Regions from separate parts of the Rattus norvegicus genome. Here region 1 is linked to region 2. The links are chromatin contacts, called in public Hi-C maps. All regions are on one chromosome and are shown on one strand. Each heading gives the region's core, a stretch centred on a gene start, on an enhancer-like site or on the middle of the called end of the contact. The rest is flanking DNA. Distances are from core to core; before and after follow the strand shown.

Region 1 (7,084 bases), core at 3,602-6,101, 120 kb before region 2:
AGCAGGTGTTTGGCCTCTTATTCCTCCATCATTCCGTGGTGCAAGGATGAGGTATTTTCACCAGATGAGAAGGCCCCAACCCATGTGCGTTTTTCTCGTGTCTTTCAGGAGTGCTTTGAATTTTTCTTCATATATGTTTGCCCCTTAGAAGCACTTATCCTATTGCAACATGTGTTACAGTTTGAATGGGAGCCGTTCCCCTGAAGGCTCAGTCCCCAGTCCAGGCCCTGCTCCTGCTTAGGCTTTAGGGAAATGAACGAGCCAAGAAGACCTTGCCTTTATCAGTAGATTAATACATCCATAGATTCAAAACCGGAACAGACTTCAGGAGGTAGTAGAACTGTGGCTGTTTGGGCTTGATTAGAGGGAGTAGAGCACTCTCAGGGTGTCTTTGAAGGATGTATCTTGCCTGCCCTTTCTCTCTCTCTCCCTTTGCTTCCTGGCTATCATGTATAAAGCCTCTTCATCTACCTACCCCCACTCCCAGGATGCTCTTGTCTCATTTCAGGCCCAAAGTAACGGGAGGGAGCAAAATGTGAAATGACCCTTCTGAAACCAGGAGCCAAAGTCAACCTGCTTTGAGGTGTTCCCTCTTGAACTATGTCACAGTGATTAAAATTTTACTAACAGTATTTTGGGACAGGAAAAAAAATCCAGACACCTTTATAGATTAGCAGGACTCTCAGTTCTAGTGGATACAAAGGCCGTGAGTGAGCACCTTGCCCTCCTCTGTCCTGCGGCTCTGGTTTCCAGGCTCCTTCCGTCTCAGTATGTTCCCTTTAAATGTGCAGCCCAGAAATCCTGAGACTAGGAAAGAAAGGCTGGAGAGACTGAGGTATCAATGCCCTTGATCTGAAAACAATACACTTTGCTCATCATTTTATTAGCTAAACGAAGGCCATCCCATTGCAAAGGGTCTGGAGGGGTAGCTTCCTTTTGTGCCCAGGAAAAGATGGAGGACCAAACTCAAGGAATAGGAGTCGGGGGCTGGGGATTTAGCTCAGTGGTAGAGCGCTTACCTAGGAAGCGCAAGGCCCTGGGTTCGGTCCCCAGCTCCGGAAAAAAAGAACCAAAAAAAAAAAAAAAAAAAAAAAAAAAAAAAGGAGTCATTCTGAAATCAGTTAAACTGCTAGCAAGGTATGAGGCAGGCTAGAGGAGCATGTGAGCATTTGTATGCACAGCGTCTTCTACCAGCACGTGAATGAAGGGGGTGCACTGCCCAATGAGAGACAAACCAAAGTAGAGGAAAGGAAGACTTCAACCCAAGCCCATGTGGAGAATGGCTCTGATGCTAGTGAGGAGATTCTCAGAGTGGCAGCTGGGACTAAACTGAAAGGACACAGTGCCGATCTGATGCAGCTGTGTGGGCATTTGTAGGAAAAAAAAAACCAAACAAAACATTAACTAAGAAAGAAGCAGCAGAAAGGGCCACAGCCCACCCCAGAGAGCAGAATCAGGGCTGTGTGTCAGGGAAGGCACAGGCTGTCTCCGGGTCTGGGTCTACTCAGAATGTTACTCGAGCGAATAGTTTCCTTTCTGCTTTAGCAGCTGGCTAATATTTTGCCACTGGCCACAAACACATCCCGGGGGACAATGGATAACAACCAGGATACAGAAAATAAAGCTTGCCCTAAAGGAATTCACAGTTCTGTTAGGGAAATTGTATCTGTCATTAGCAGCCGCAGAATTTCTGTTCTGAGACCCTGGTCTCCTCAAAGGCCATGTAATTGTAGCTAATTTCTGTGCAAGTAGTGGGACTTAGAAGTCGGGCTATTTCAGACATGAAAACTATTATCTTGATGTCGCTCGCTGCTCTTTTATAGAAATATTTGAACAGTGGCATTCTTCTTTCTTCCTAAGGAAACCAGAATGTGAAAAAGGATCCTAAAGAAACAAATGAGATGGGCTGGGGAGGTGCCTGTGCAGATAAAGTGCTGGCAGGCAAGTTTGAGGACAGGTGCTCTAGTCCCCAGAACTCACAGAAAAGCTGGGGAAGCCTGAGGTCTCCCCTGTCACCTCAGTGCTTGGGAGGTAGAGATTCTCAGGGCAAGCCAGCTGCCTGAACTGGCAAAATGTGTCACCTTCAGCAAGTGACCTTCTCAGGAAATGAAGTGGAGAGTGAGATCGATACCAACACCAGTCTTTGGTCTCCACGTATAAGTGTGTGCATGTGCCTGTGAGCCCCTACACACTCATGCACACACACGGTGCACACACCCGAGCATTCACATTTACATTTTCTTTTCAGACCCTTTATTCTTATAATGTCATCTAAATTGTAGATTCATATATACCAAAGAGTCAGTGTCACACACACACACACACACACACACACACACACACACACACACACATATACCAACAACACTTGAAGAAAGATAAAGTTATAAATTCACATTGAATCCTATTTTGTGTGGATATGGCCCCCTTTCTGTATATGGTGTGTGTGTGTGTGTGTGTGTGTGTGTGTGTGTGTGTGCGTGTGTAGCATATATGTGTGTGGTGTGTAGTATGTCTGTGTTTGGTGTGTATGTGTGTGGTGTGTAGTGTGTCTGTGTTTAGTGTGTGATGTGTGTGTATGTGATGTGTGTGTGTGTAGCATATATGCGTGTGGTGTGTAGTGTGTCTCTGTGTTTGGTGTGTGTGTATGTAGTGTGTGGTATGTGTCTATGTTGTGTGTGTATGTGTGTGTGGTGTGTAGTGTGTCTGTGTTTGGGGTGTGATGTGTATGTATGTGGGGTGTGTGTATGTGTGTGTGTATGTGTGTGTACGCATGTGTAGCATATATGTGTGTGGTGTGTAGTATGTCTGTGTTTGGTGTGTATGTGTGTGGTGTGTAGTGTGTCTGTGTTTAGTGTGTGATGTGTGTGTATGTGATGTGTGTGTGTGTAGCATATATGCGTGTGGTGTGTAGTGTGTCTCTGTGTTTGGTGTGTGTGTATGTAGTGTGTGGTATGTGTCTATGTTGTGTGTGTATGTGTGTGTGTGGTATGTAGTGTGTCTGTGTTTAGTGTGTGATGTGTGTGTATGTGATGTGTGTGTGTGTAGCATATATGCGTGTGGTGTGTAGTGTGTCTCTGTGTTTGGTGTGTGTGTATGTAGTGTGTGGTATGTGTCTATGTTGTGTGTGTATGTGTGTGTGTGGTGTGTAGTGTGTCTGTGTTTAGTGTGTGATGTGTGTGTATGTGGGGTGTGTGTGTGAGTGTGTGTGTACATGTGTGTGTGTAGGGAAGACATAGATGGTGCCTTCCTCCATCACTCCCCTTTATTTCTGGAGAAAAGCTCCTTCACTGAACCTAGTCCTTGGCAGTCTTAGGCAGGGTAGCCAGCAGCCCCTGGCCCAGGATCCTCCTGTCCCGTCTCTTCTCCAGCATTGGTTAGGGGTGTGAGCTGCAGCCCTAGCTCTTTGGCTGTGGGTCCCAAGGAATCAGTTCTCATGCTTCACAAGCTCACGCATCACGGCAACAGCTTCACTGAGCAAGCCACACCCCCAGCCCTGCGAAGTTGATTTATACCTAAGCAAGTTAGACCTGCAATCCTTAAAATCCCATCCTTATAGTAATTACACACATTGGCAAACCAAGTATCGAGTGCCTTTTTTATCTGAATTTGTCCCAAATCACCTCTAACTCTACCACCTTTACCCTCAGGTTGTCTTGTGAGCAACGACTTGTTCCCTTAAAAACATTCCTGAGCACAGAGGGAAGTTGAGCACTGCCTACCTGACACTGTGAAGGCCTGGGTTTTAGCCCCAGCTCAGGCCCTCCGCATAAAGCTCCCATCCAGCCTCCTTACCCACTAAAGGCCATCACTTCTCAGCAATACACACCATGCCAAAAGTTTATTGGGGGGGCTTACATTTACTGAAAGAAATACACAGTGAACAATTTTTCATAGTAACAGGGGGAAAGAAAGAGAGAAAGAAAGGAAGGAAGAAAGGAAGGAAGGAAGGAAGAAAGAAAGAACACAAGAACACAGTAACCAGACTTTTATGGATGAATCCAGAACTAATTGCTATAGCACTTTACTTGATATTTAAAAATAGTTTATTGAGAGCCTGTTACAGACTATGCTGAGCCCTGGAAGCATTGAAACTTTAATATTATATCTTATGAGTTGCAGGTGTCTCCTGTATGTTCCTTATATCAACTCACTTCATTCCCTAGAGCAATAAAAGATGGCCTTTCTGCTTCTGAGTTTACAGTCAGTGTGTGTGATAAGCTATTGACTGGATGCATGAGTCTCAGGCACAAATGAACCACGGTCCTCACTTAACACAAGGATGGCGGTACATCACCACTAGATGGTACTGTTAAATCCCACATTGTTCAAGCTTGACATTAGCAGCGGATTTTTTTTTTAAAAAAATAAATTCCTCTTAGTACATTCTTGCCCTTCCTATCAGCACAAATCTTCTGACTTGGGTCTGCTAAGTCACCCGTTTCGAAGGAATGATAGCCTTTGATTCATAACGAGAACTCGTGGGTTATGTCTGTTCTCTGGGTTAAATAGAACATGGACTTTGGAAAAGAGCCACAGACTCCCCGTTTTCTTTCACAACTGCCTTAGAGCTAAAGAAAACATCACAAGGATTTGAAATAATAATTTTCGTAGCCCACTAGGAAATTTCAAAGAAAACAGAGATGGCATTGAAGAAACATGAAGTTGGCCATTCTTTCTGATAGACGTAGTTGATGGCATAGGCTTGTTTATTTTCATTGCTAAGTCTTGCCTGGGAAGATTGTTGTCCTTCTCAGTGGGATTCAAGCAACCAGGTTGTGGCCGATACCCCATTTAATCCAAGCACTGCAGTTCCCAGTGGTTCCTCTGACAGCCTTAGTGTGGCTCAGTTCCCCAGGAAAACAATCCATTCATACAGACCAGAGAGCACTGGAAGCTAACTTCACTGTGCACTGCTAAATTGGGTCATTTTTTCATTGGAAAAAAATTCCATACTATTTACATGAGGTCATTTTTATTCTGGTCTGAGATGCGTAGCTGAAGCTCCCAGCTCATTTATGATGAATGCGTCACACACAGAGATGGTTCTCCAAGTTCCACTCTCAATAATTCCCCCAGAACAGAAGCTTCTCCTCTAGGCAGCCGACGTTTGAATTATGTGCATCAGCTCAAAGGCGAAAAGATGGTTTCAGGATCTTCTACCGATAGCAAAACCCATCAGTGTTCAAAACCCAGATAAAACGACACAGCACTTGCAGGTAACTACTGAGCCCCCTTCTATACGTTTTAAATCATCTCTTACCATGCTGTATGCAACGTGAATGGTTTTATACTATTCTTGTTGGAGGAACAATTGATAATAGAAAGTCTATCCACATTCAGGACAGACACAGCCTCTTCCTTTAATGTGTTCAATCCACAGTTGTTTACACGAATGGGTACAGAACCCAGGAATGCAGAGGTCTGGTTATGTAGATAAGGATCTCTTCAACGAGGAACACATTGAATGGTTAAAATGCAAAATTAAACAGCTGAAAAGTATGCTTACATTCACATCTATTCCCACCTCCTTCATGAAAGAGCACATCCTTCAAACATCTAGCTCAGTACCTTAAAAAGAAATCCCTTATATACTTTTACCATAAGTACAAATATATGTATTCCAGTTAAAAGTGCAACCATATATATACATATATATATGTATATATATGTATGTATGTATTTGAGAGAGAACGGCCCTCATAGGCTTATAGGGAGGGGCACTGTAGGAGGTGTGGCCTTGTTGAAGAGGGTGCAGCCTTACTGACTGGATGTGGCTTTGTTGGAGAAAGTCCTGTTGATTAGAAGGTGAACTTTGAGGTCTCCAAAGTGCGCTCTCTCTCTCTCTCTCTCTCTCTCCCTCTCTGCATATGTGTGTGTGTGTGCATGTGTGTGTGTAGTGTGTGTGTGTGTGTGTGTGTGTGTGTGTATTACTGTTTTCAAAGTAAAAATTCCAAATGCCTGTTTTCTGAGTACTCTTACAAAATCTGTGAACACAAAGTGTAAGGATGGTTCCTCAGTCATAGGAAATGTCAGAGGTCAAGAGGACTCAGTCAAAGGCCCAAACAGGACCACTGTGCTTGGGAGCTGAGTTGCCTGCAGGAGACCTGCACCTGACCAAGTCCATCAGCCTGCAGGGTCAGTGGGGCAGGGCTAGTCCTTCCCACTAGCTGAGGAGCTACTCACAGTTGATGGCTCCTCCAGGAGGAAAAGTAGGTTTTCCTTAAGGGTGTGGCCCCTGGTAGTTCAAGCACTCACAGTGGATGGCCATGAATCTAAAGGCAGAATACACTGGATTAGGTGAGATAAGAGAGATGTGGGGGCGGGGGAGAGACAAAAACAAAGTTGGAAAAGGGTAGAAATGAGTCTTGAATGAGTTGGGAGTAGAAATGGGGATAAATGTAGTAAAAAATATTGTATGTCTATATGATAGTCTCAAAATATTAACTAAAAAATGTTTTAATGATGGTTCGTACCCTCAAGGGCAGATAGTACATTAAAGTCAACAAGCTTAAACTTTAAAAATAGCCCAAGGCTCCATAAACCCAGATACCAGAGTGCATGCTGGCAATGCTAGGGGCTCAGATAAAAGGAAGCAGAGGATTTCCCAGCAGTGGCATAACTATAGAACTTACCGGTCATAGTTCCTGTCCTGGCTGTGTACTTCAGTACTTACCAATGCCTGTCTCCTGCCAAGGGACTGTCTCAGTGCCCACCTTAGTTACCGTTCATTGCTGGGAGGAGACACCGTGACCACGGCTGCTCTTGTAAAGGAAAACATTTCATTGAGGCTGACTTAGAGTTTCAGAGTTCATTTTTCAGCTCACTATCATCATGGCAGGAGACGTGGTTGCGGTCAGGCAGACACAGTGCTGGAGAGATAGCTGAGTATCGATCTAAACCATTCAGAGGCAGCAGGAAAAAGAATATATAAGCCACCAGGCCTGCTTTGCGCTTCAGAGACCTCAAAGCCCAGTCCCTAGGGACACACTTTCTCCAACGAGGCCACACCTATGCCAACAAGGCCACACCCACTCCAATAAGACACCCACTCCAACAAGGCCATACCTCCTAATAATGCCCT
Region 2 (6,777 bases), core at 4,101-6,600:
CTGTGGCTCAGGATTTTGTGTCTGTCCTGGACCGGTACCAGCATCTCATACCTGTTTAGAATTCCTTCTTTTTTTTTTTTTAAAGAAGAGTAAGTTTAAGTTTTGTTTTGTTTTGTTTTTTTAATTATATATAAGTACACTGTAGCTGTCTTCAGATACACCAGAAGAGGGCATCAGATCCCATTACAGATGGTTGTGAGCCACCATGTGGTTACTGGGAATTGAACTCAAGACCTCTGGAAGAACAGTCAGTGCTCTTAACCACTTGAGCCATCTCTCCAGCCCCCTAGACTTCCTTTTCAACAGCAACTGGTAGTGGGGAATTCATTGATTCTGATTTTAGGACGGATTGTATTCATTAGAACTGAATAGCGCCTGCTTAGAGATTAGTTCTTACTGAAATGAGGAGGGAGATTAAGATCCCGTAGAAGAGGCAGCTGGGATGTCACAATTCCACCTTGTACACCCGGAGTCTCTCAAGGAAGCCAGCCCTGCATGCTGTCATTTGGATTGTGACTGTCTGCCCAAAGACTTGCTAGCCTGTGGCACTCTTAGCATGTGGTAGACCCTTTAGGAGCTGGGCTTAGAGAAAGTTATGTCTTCAGGGAGTGTGACCTTGAGGGGATATTTTGCCCATGGCCCCTTTCTGTGTGTCTATTTTTTTTAGGCACCACAATGTAAAGAGGCTTCCCAACCACTCCCCTGCGGTATATTGAGCTGCCACAGGCCCAAAGCAACTGGAAACAGAAACCATGAGCCACAATATGTCTTTTCTACTATTAAGCTGGCCGCCCCTGTTTTGTCACGGTGATCTGATAACACACCGTGTTTTGGTAGACCCAGATCCCTTCTAGTGCTTAGGTTCAGTTTGCTTGTCTGGGCTGGAGACCAGCTCTCCCTCACCATTTCTCCAGCCAGCTTGACTTTCCCAGCCCTTGCATATAAATTAAGGCACCAGCCTCATAGTTCGAACGCGTGCAAGCCTCGCCCATTTTAGTTGAGCAGGGGCTCCCATCCCACAATTCCGACACATCCCACCATCACCTGCTTGCCCGCCTTTGGATTGGTCACAGTCACGGAGAGCATAAACACATGCGTGTCACAGCGAGAGTGGTGCGAGGTACTTCAGGAGATAACTGAGCATTCAGAGCCGCTCAGTATAGACAACATCACAAAAAAAAGGCTGCGGCGGAAGAGGATCGGAAGGTCACGTGACTTTATTGGGCCCGGAACTGCAGAGGTGCTTCTGGGGCTGAGGGAACAGAGAAGAGAAGGTGGAGCTGAGAATTGGCGCAAGGCTCCTGTTGGGTGTTCTGAGCAGAGGAGTCCTGTAAAGATGCCCCAGACTGGGTGGATGATGTGGGGGGAGCAGGCAGCCCCCTGAGCCCCATCTTTCCCTCCAGCCACAGTAGCTCAGCTTTTTCTCTCCCGTTGGCTGCTGAACTTAGAAGGCTAGTGTAAGAGCCACAGACAGACATCAGAAGTTGAGGGGCGGACTGAGGATGTGCACAGGGAGAACAGGAAGAAGCTGAAGTGGAGAGTTTCTGAAAGGGAGGACTTGATCCACAGAAACCTTGTCCTCAGAATGGAGCAGGGCAGAAGCTGCGTGGGAGCAGCAGGCATCAGAGAAGGCCATCTGGAGAGGCCGAGAAGCATTTGTTTTTTGGGTTTTTTTTTTGTTTTTTTTTTTCTCATAGAGAAGTTATAATTTTTTCCTTATAGTCACAGAACAGAGAGAGCTGACGCTGCTTTGGAATCTGCAAACTGATGCCGTTCACTTCTGACTGTCTTACATTTCTGACATTTGTACCTGACTGCCCCTCAGGGGGCCACTCTGGTGACCCGCAGCTTCCCTGTGCTGTGCTTAGCATTGTGAGTGGAAAGGGTGGGGTCTCTGGAGGTGACTGGCAGGGCTTGCTGAGGTAGCAGCCAGGCCGGAGAAGGTTAAAAATATAAACGTGAGAAGAATGTCTTTGTGTTGTGGAATGAGTTAACTTATAGAAGTTCTTTGTTGAGTAGTGTGAACTATTTGGCTATGCAGAGGTGATAGCATTTGTCGCTCAGTGAGCAGGGTCATTCGATTTCCACATTTATTTATTTATTTATTTATTTATTTATTTATTTATTTATTTGGTTCTTTTTTTCGGAGCTGGGGACCGAACCCAGGGCCTTGCGCTTCCTAGGCAAGCGCTCTACCACTGAGCTAAATCCCCAACCCCTCCACATTTATTATTGAACAGACTAAATAGTCCCTAAGAAGCATAACAAATAATGTAGTGCTACTGTTTACTGAGAGAGAGAGACAGACAGACACAGACACAGAGACGGGGAGAGAACTTTGAGTATAAATAGAAAGTATATGCAGTTATATTCATCTTTGAAACATATTTTATCCCACCACTGGAACCAGAGCAATTGAACTCCATGTGGCTTCTAGCATGAGAGTGAAACAGGGAAGCTTTAGGAAACATCGTTTTCCATCTGTAAACTTATCTCAGCAGACAGCAGAACAGAAAAAGCAGAGCTGCTGTGGCTGGAGAGGAAGATGGGGCTCAGAAGGCTGCCTGCATCTCTCCATCATCCTCCCCACCCCCCGGGCCTGCTGGAACATCTTTGTGGTGCTGCACGGGCTAAGCAGATGCTGCCACGCTGAGCTATTTATATGTTTGAATACTAGCTCCTCAGTGGAACTGTTTGGGAAGGATTGGGGGCGTGGCCTTGTTGGAGGAGGTGTGTCACTGGGGGTGGGCTCTGAGGTATCAAAAGCCTATGTTTTCTGTCTTCTACTTGTCGGGAAGGATGTATGCTCTCAGCCATGGCTCCAGTGCCATGCCTGCCTGCTTCATGCCATGCTCCCCGCCATGATGGACATAACCCTCTCGAACTGTGAGCCCAAATTAAACCTTTGTTTCTATACGTTGCCTAGGTGTGTTTTTATCACAGCAATGGAAAAACAACTAAGACAATTTCCTAGCTCAAACTCACCATCCTCCTGCCTCAACTTCCTGAGTACCTAGCATCACCTTGCTGCTAAAGCTTTGCACCTTGATGCAAAAAGCATGCTGTTTTGTTTTTGTTGTTGTTTGTCTGTCTGTTTCGAGGGAGCAGAAATTCTATATTTTGTGCAGCTGACCTTTCATGGAGCCGACCGCCTGTTGGAGAGTAAGGGTCACGTGCTGGGAAGCCCCAGCTGTTTTTATAAGCTTAGAGTGGGGCTAAGAAGACAAACTAACAGAATGGTCTTCTTTCTTCTGGCAAGACGAGGGTGTAATGTCAAGTTCACCCTAGTTACATCCTCACAGGCGACCCAGAGAAGGCCTACCACAGACTGCCCTGGGTACTGCTCTAGGACTCAGTCTTCTGGGCAGTCCTTTGACCTGTTCATGGTTCCAGCTTTACAGTCACCAGCAGGCCTGGGCAGCGGCTGTGTTTACAAAGACTGACATTCAAACGTGGGGCGTGTGGGTCTTCAGGCTACTGTAAGAAAATGTGCGTGCCGGGCAAGTGCTCTACCACTGAGCTCCACCTCCAGAAGGCTCATGGACATCTCACTGCATCCTCAAGTGGCAGAAGAGGCAAGCCTGTTCCTTTAAGCCTGCTCATCAGGGCACGGAACCCACCCATGAGGCCTCCGCTCTCCTGACCTGGTCACCTCCAAAGGCCCCGCCTCCTGATGCCGATCACCTCTTTCACCTTGGGGGTGGGATTTGAACTTACAAAGAGCATGGGGCAGATATCAGGCCACAGCACTTATGTAGCCAGAATGTCGTTTTTCCCACCTTCAAGTGTGACTCATTAGCATCGCAACCTGCCTTCAGATGCAGTGTGCTGAGGGCCGGTTCTGGGGCCTTGTGAGTACCCAGTACAAACTTTGGAAATGGCTCCTGGTGGGGACTGTGTGATGTCTGTGGACTCTCTGGGGTTGGGTAAGAGAGTACCTTGAATTAGAATTAGAAAGTTTGCAAACATTCCAGGGGAGACAAGCCCTACCCCAAAAACAGGTGAGGGGAAGGCTCCCGACTACAGAGGGGCTTCAGTGCAGAGAAAACAACAAAGACCCCAAGTTCCCAGAAGCCTCTTGGGCTGTCAGTACCAAGAGCAGTCATATTTGACATTTAATATTAGCTAACGGCTCTCATGCACCGAAGCAGCACACGCACGATACATGTGTGGACAGGAGGGAACGCCATGTAAATTGGCCCTCACTGTGGGCTAAGAACTTGACTACTCCAGTTTTTTTACTGCAGCCCTATGGAGAGCCTTACTTAAGGGATTGTAGGGCAAGCTGGCTGTCTACACTCCAGCGGATACCCAGGTTGTGTGTTCACATCGCCCAGGACACGGAGCCTGGGAAAGAGGCTTCTACCATGCAGCGCATCTCTCAGCCCTTCAGCAGGAGTCTGGTGTGATCATCGCAGAAGTGGGCCCCAAGGGCAGGCCGGCCGGCTGCAGCGGCCTCTCAGCCAGCCACAGGGGGGCAGCACTCTCCAGCATGTGTGGTTCGACTGTCTGCTGAAACAGTCTGGTCTAAGACACTCTATTTCGTTGCCGCTGTCGTCCATCACAGCTGTACTGAATTCATAGAAGGTAGACTTTAGTGTAGACGTAAAAAGTAGTGACCCTTTGCCCACTTAAGTTGCTGACAGCAGTGGGTGAGTGGGGATTTAAGCGGCCCTGTGCTTGTCTGAAGGCAGATAATATACCAAGTAAATGGGAGCTTTAATAGACTGTCGGTGACCCTGACCCTGTGAAGGGGTGAATCACTGCATTGCATCTGTGAAGCCTTCTCTGCTACCAATAAAGCATCAGGCTTTAGTTTAATTAAGTTCATGAACATATTATTATTTCTTCTGGAGGTGTAAAATACAAATACATACATACATACATACATACATACAAACAAACATACATACATACTACATGCAAGCATGCCTGACTTTCAAACGATTTTAATTTTTTGACCTTTCAAAAATCATATTCATGGACGGTGGACTCAGGTGCTTCTGGGTAAGGACAGATGAGTATATGCAAAGTCTCCAGAAAGGGGAACAGAGAATGCCCCAGAGAGGAGTAGGTGAGAGGAAGGTGGCTTCACCAAGTGGATTTCTGCTTGGAAAGGGAGAGTGGATATTCTAAAGAGTAAGAGTCCTGATGGGGTTGGGGATTTAGCTCAGTGGTAGAGCGCTTGCCTAGGAAGCGCAAGGCCCTGGGTTCGGTCCCCAGCTCCGAAAAAAAGAATCAAAAAAAAAAAAAAAAGAGTCCTGCTGAGAGATGGAGGGAGGGGAATAGCCTGGGGTCTCACAGGAACAGGAACGGCTGTGGAGGGAGCTGGCTGACTCTGCCATGCCCTTCTTCTGAATCAGCAGTGGAATGCTGGCTTGACCGGTTTTGAAGAGGAGTGCAGTAAAAGACAAGAGAGCTGTGATTCTAGGTGAGGGCATATCACAGCCCAGGTGGAGCTTGACAGGTGACTCAGAAGGGACCACGGCCTCGGGCTCTGTGTAAAAGATAAGAACAGCCTAGAAGTCCAGTGAGCAGAAGGGAGTGGGTCAAGACTACCAAACAGATGGTGCAGCCACCGTTTTTGCGCTTGTTTGGAGCTGCCACGGACGATTCAGTAGGCATTTGATTTGTCTTTGCTCCAGTTTTCATGACTCTGTGCAGCCCTGGCTGGCCTGGAATTCACTCTATAGATGAGGCTAGCCTTGAACTCAGACACCTGCCTGCCTGCTTCTGCTTCCCGAATGCTGGGCTTAAAGAACTGTGCCATTAAAGCCCGGCTCTTTTTCCTTTCCTCTCCTCTCCTCTCCTCTCCTCTCCTCTCCTCTCCTCTCCTCTCCTCTCCTTTTCTTTTTTTAGTGTCTGTTAATTTCAAGGACTTAGGAAGGTAGTGACTCATCCGAGGAGAGACAGAAACTAGATGCTAGATGCAGTCTCTAGTGATAACTCGAATAAAATGTATACAAACTAAACATGAAGAATTCAAATTCGGTTAGAATAGCAGAAGAGGATTGGAGAGACGGCGAGAGAGGGTTCATCGGTTAGGAGCACTGACTGCTCTTCCAGAGGTCCTGAGTTCAATTCCCAGCAACCACATGGTGACTCACAACCATCTGTAATGGGATCTGATCCCCTCTTCTGGTGTGTCTGAAGACAGTGGCAGTGTACTCATACACATAAAATAAATAAGTCTTTAAAAAAAATCAACTGACTTTCTTTTTTAAAAAAAAAGAGTATCTAAAGAAGCTTGAGGATAAAGAATCTTTGGGAGGAAGAGAAGGTGATTGTGGAGGCAGAGAATTAAATGCTACAGCGACCCAAGACATCTACAAGTGTTGCTGGTGGGTGTGAACACAGAGAGGGTTCATTTGCTCGAAGAGCAGAAACATCTGTGGAATGTGGACTGAGAGGCCTGGGAGGGGATTGTTTTGTGACTTCATTTTTCTTCCCTGACTGTCATGCTCTGGATACCTGCAAGGGAGGAAGTGAGGCCTGTTCTCTGAATCGCTTTGATAGGACCTCAAAGACATTTGCATTTAGTGCCCTGATTTATTTTAATGTGCAGGAAGTTCTCGGCTATTTCAGAAATTAACTGTGTTTGGATATTTTGAAATCCACTGCTGAACAAAAGCCTTCTGCAAGCATTCCTTCCTCCCATCCCCTCACCTCTCACACCCTGCTAATAACCAAGCTTGCAATTAGCTTTTGCCTGTAGCCCACGTTTGCGTTTGAAGTTGAAAACCACTTTTGAAGTTAACAAATGTTTCAATAATGGAC

Evidence for each region. Hi-C and Micro-C count contacts between places; a contact is called where the count stands out from the background.
Region 1: a contact with region 2 is called in a Hi-C map of the A7r5 cell line, with 6 times the contacts expected there. The contact joins two enhancer-like sites. A contact is called at or near these places in 3 of 12 Hi-C or Micro-C datasets (the A7r5 cell line, the Rat2 cell line and Schwann cells).

The regions. Positions count from the first base shown.
Region 1 is chr1:128,593,813-128,600,896 of GRCr8, reverse strand. It overlaps LOC102546680 (a long non-coding RNA gene), which reads right to left. Exons shown (of 3, transcript XR_010063025.1): 1 at 6,187-7,084; 2 at 5,264-5,446; 3 at 3,612-5,159. Among named protein-coding and RNA genes, the nearest start is that of Tars3, 26 kb to the left of the region's middle. Within about 2 kb of position 4,851, at least 10 of the 93 cell types and tissues checked have an H3K27ac peak or open chromatin away from gene starts, as enhancers often do. A contact at or near this core is called in the A7r5 cell line, where this site is marked.
Region 2 is chr1:128,469,849-128,476,625 of GRCr8, reverse strand. It overlaps LOC134485126 (a long non-coding RNA gene), which reads right to left. Exons shown (of 3, transcript XR_010063023.1): 3 at 4,934-5,497. It also overlaps a transcript of Tjp1 not described here. Among named protein-coding and RNA genes, the nearest start is that of Trnap-agg47, 110 kb to the right of the region's middle. Within about 2 kb of position 5,350, at least 10 of the 93 cell types and tissues checked have an H3K27ac peak or open chromatin away from gene starts, as enhancers often do. A contact at or near this core is called in the A7r5 cell line, where this site is marked.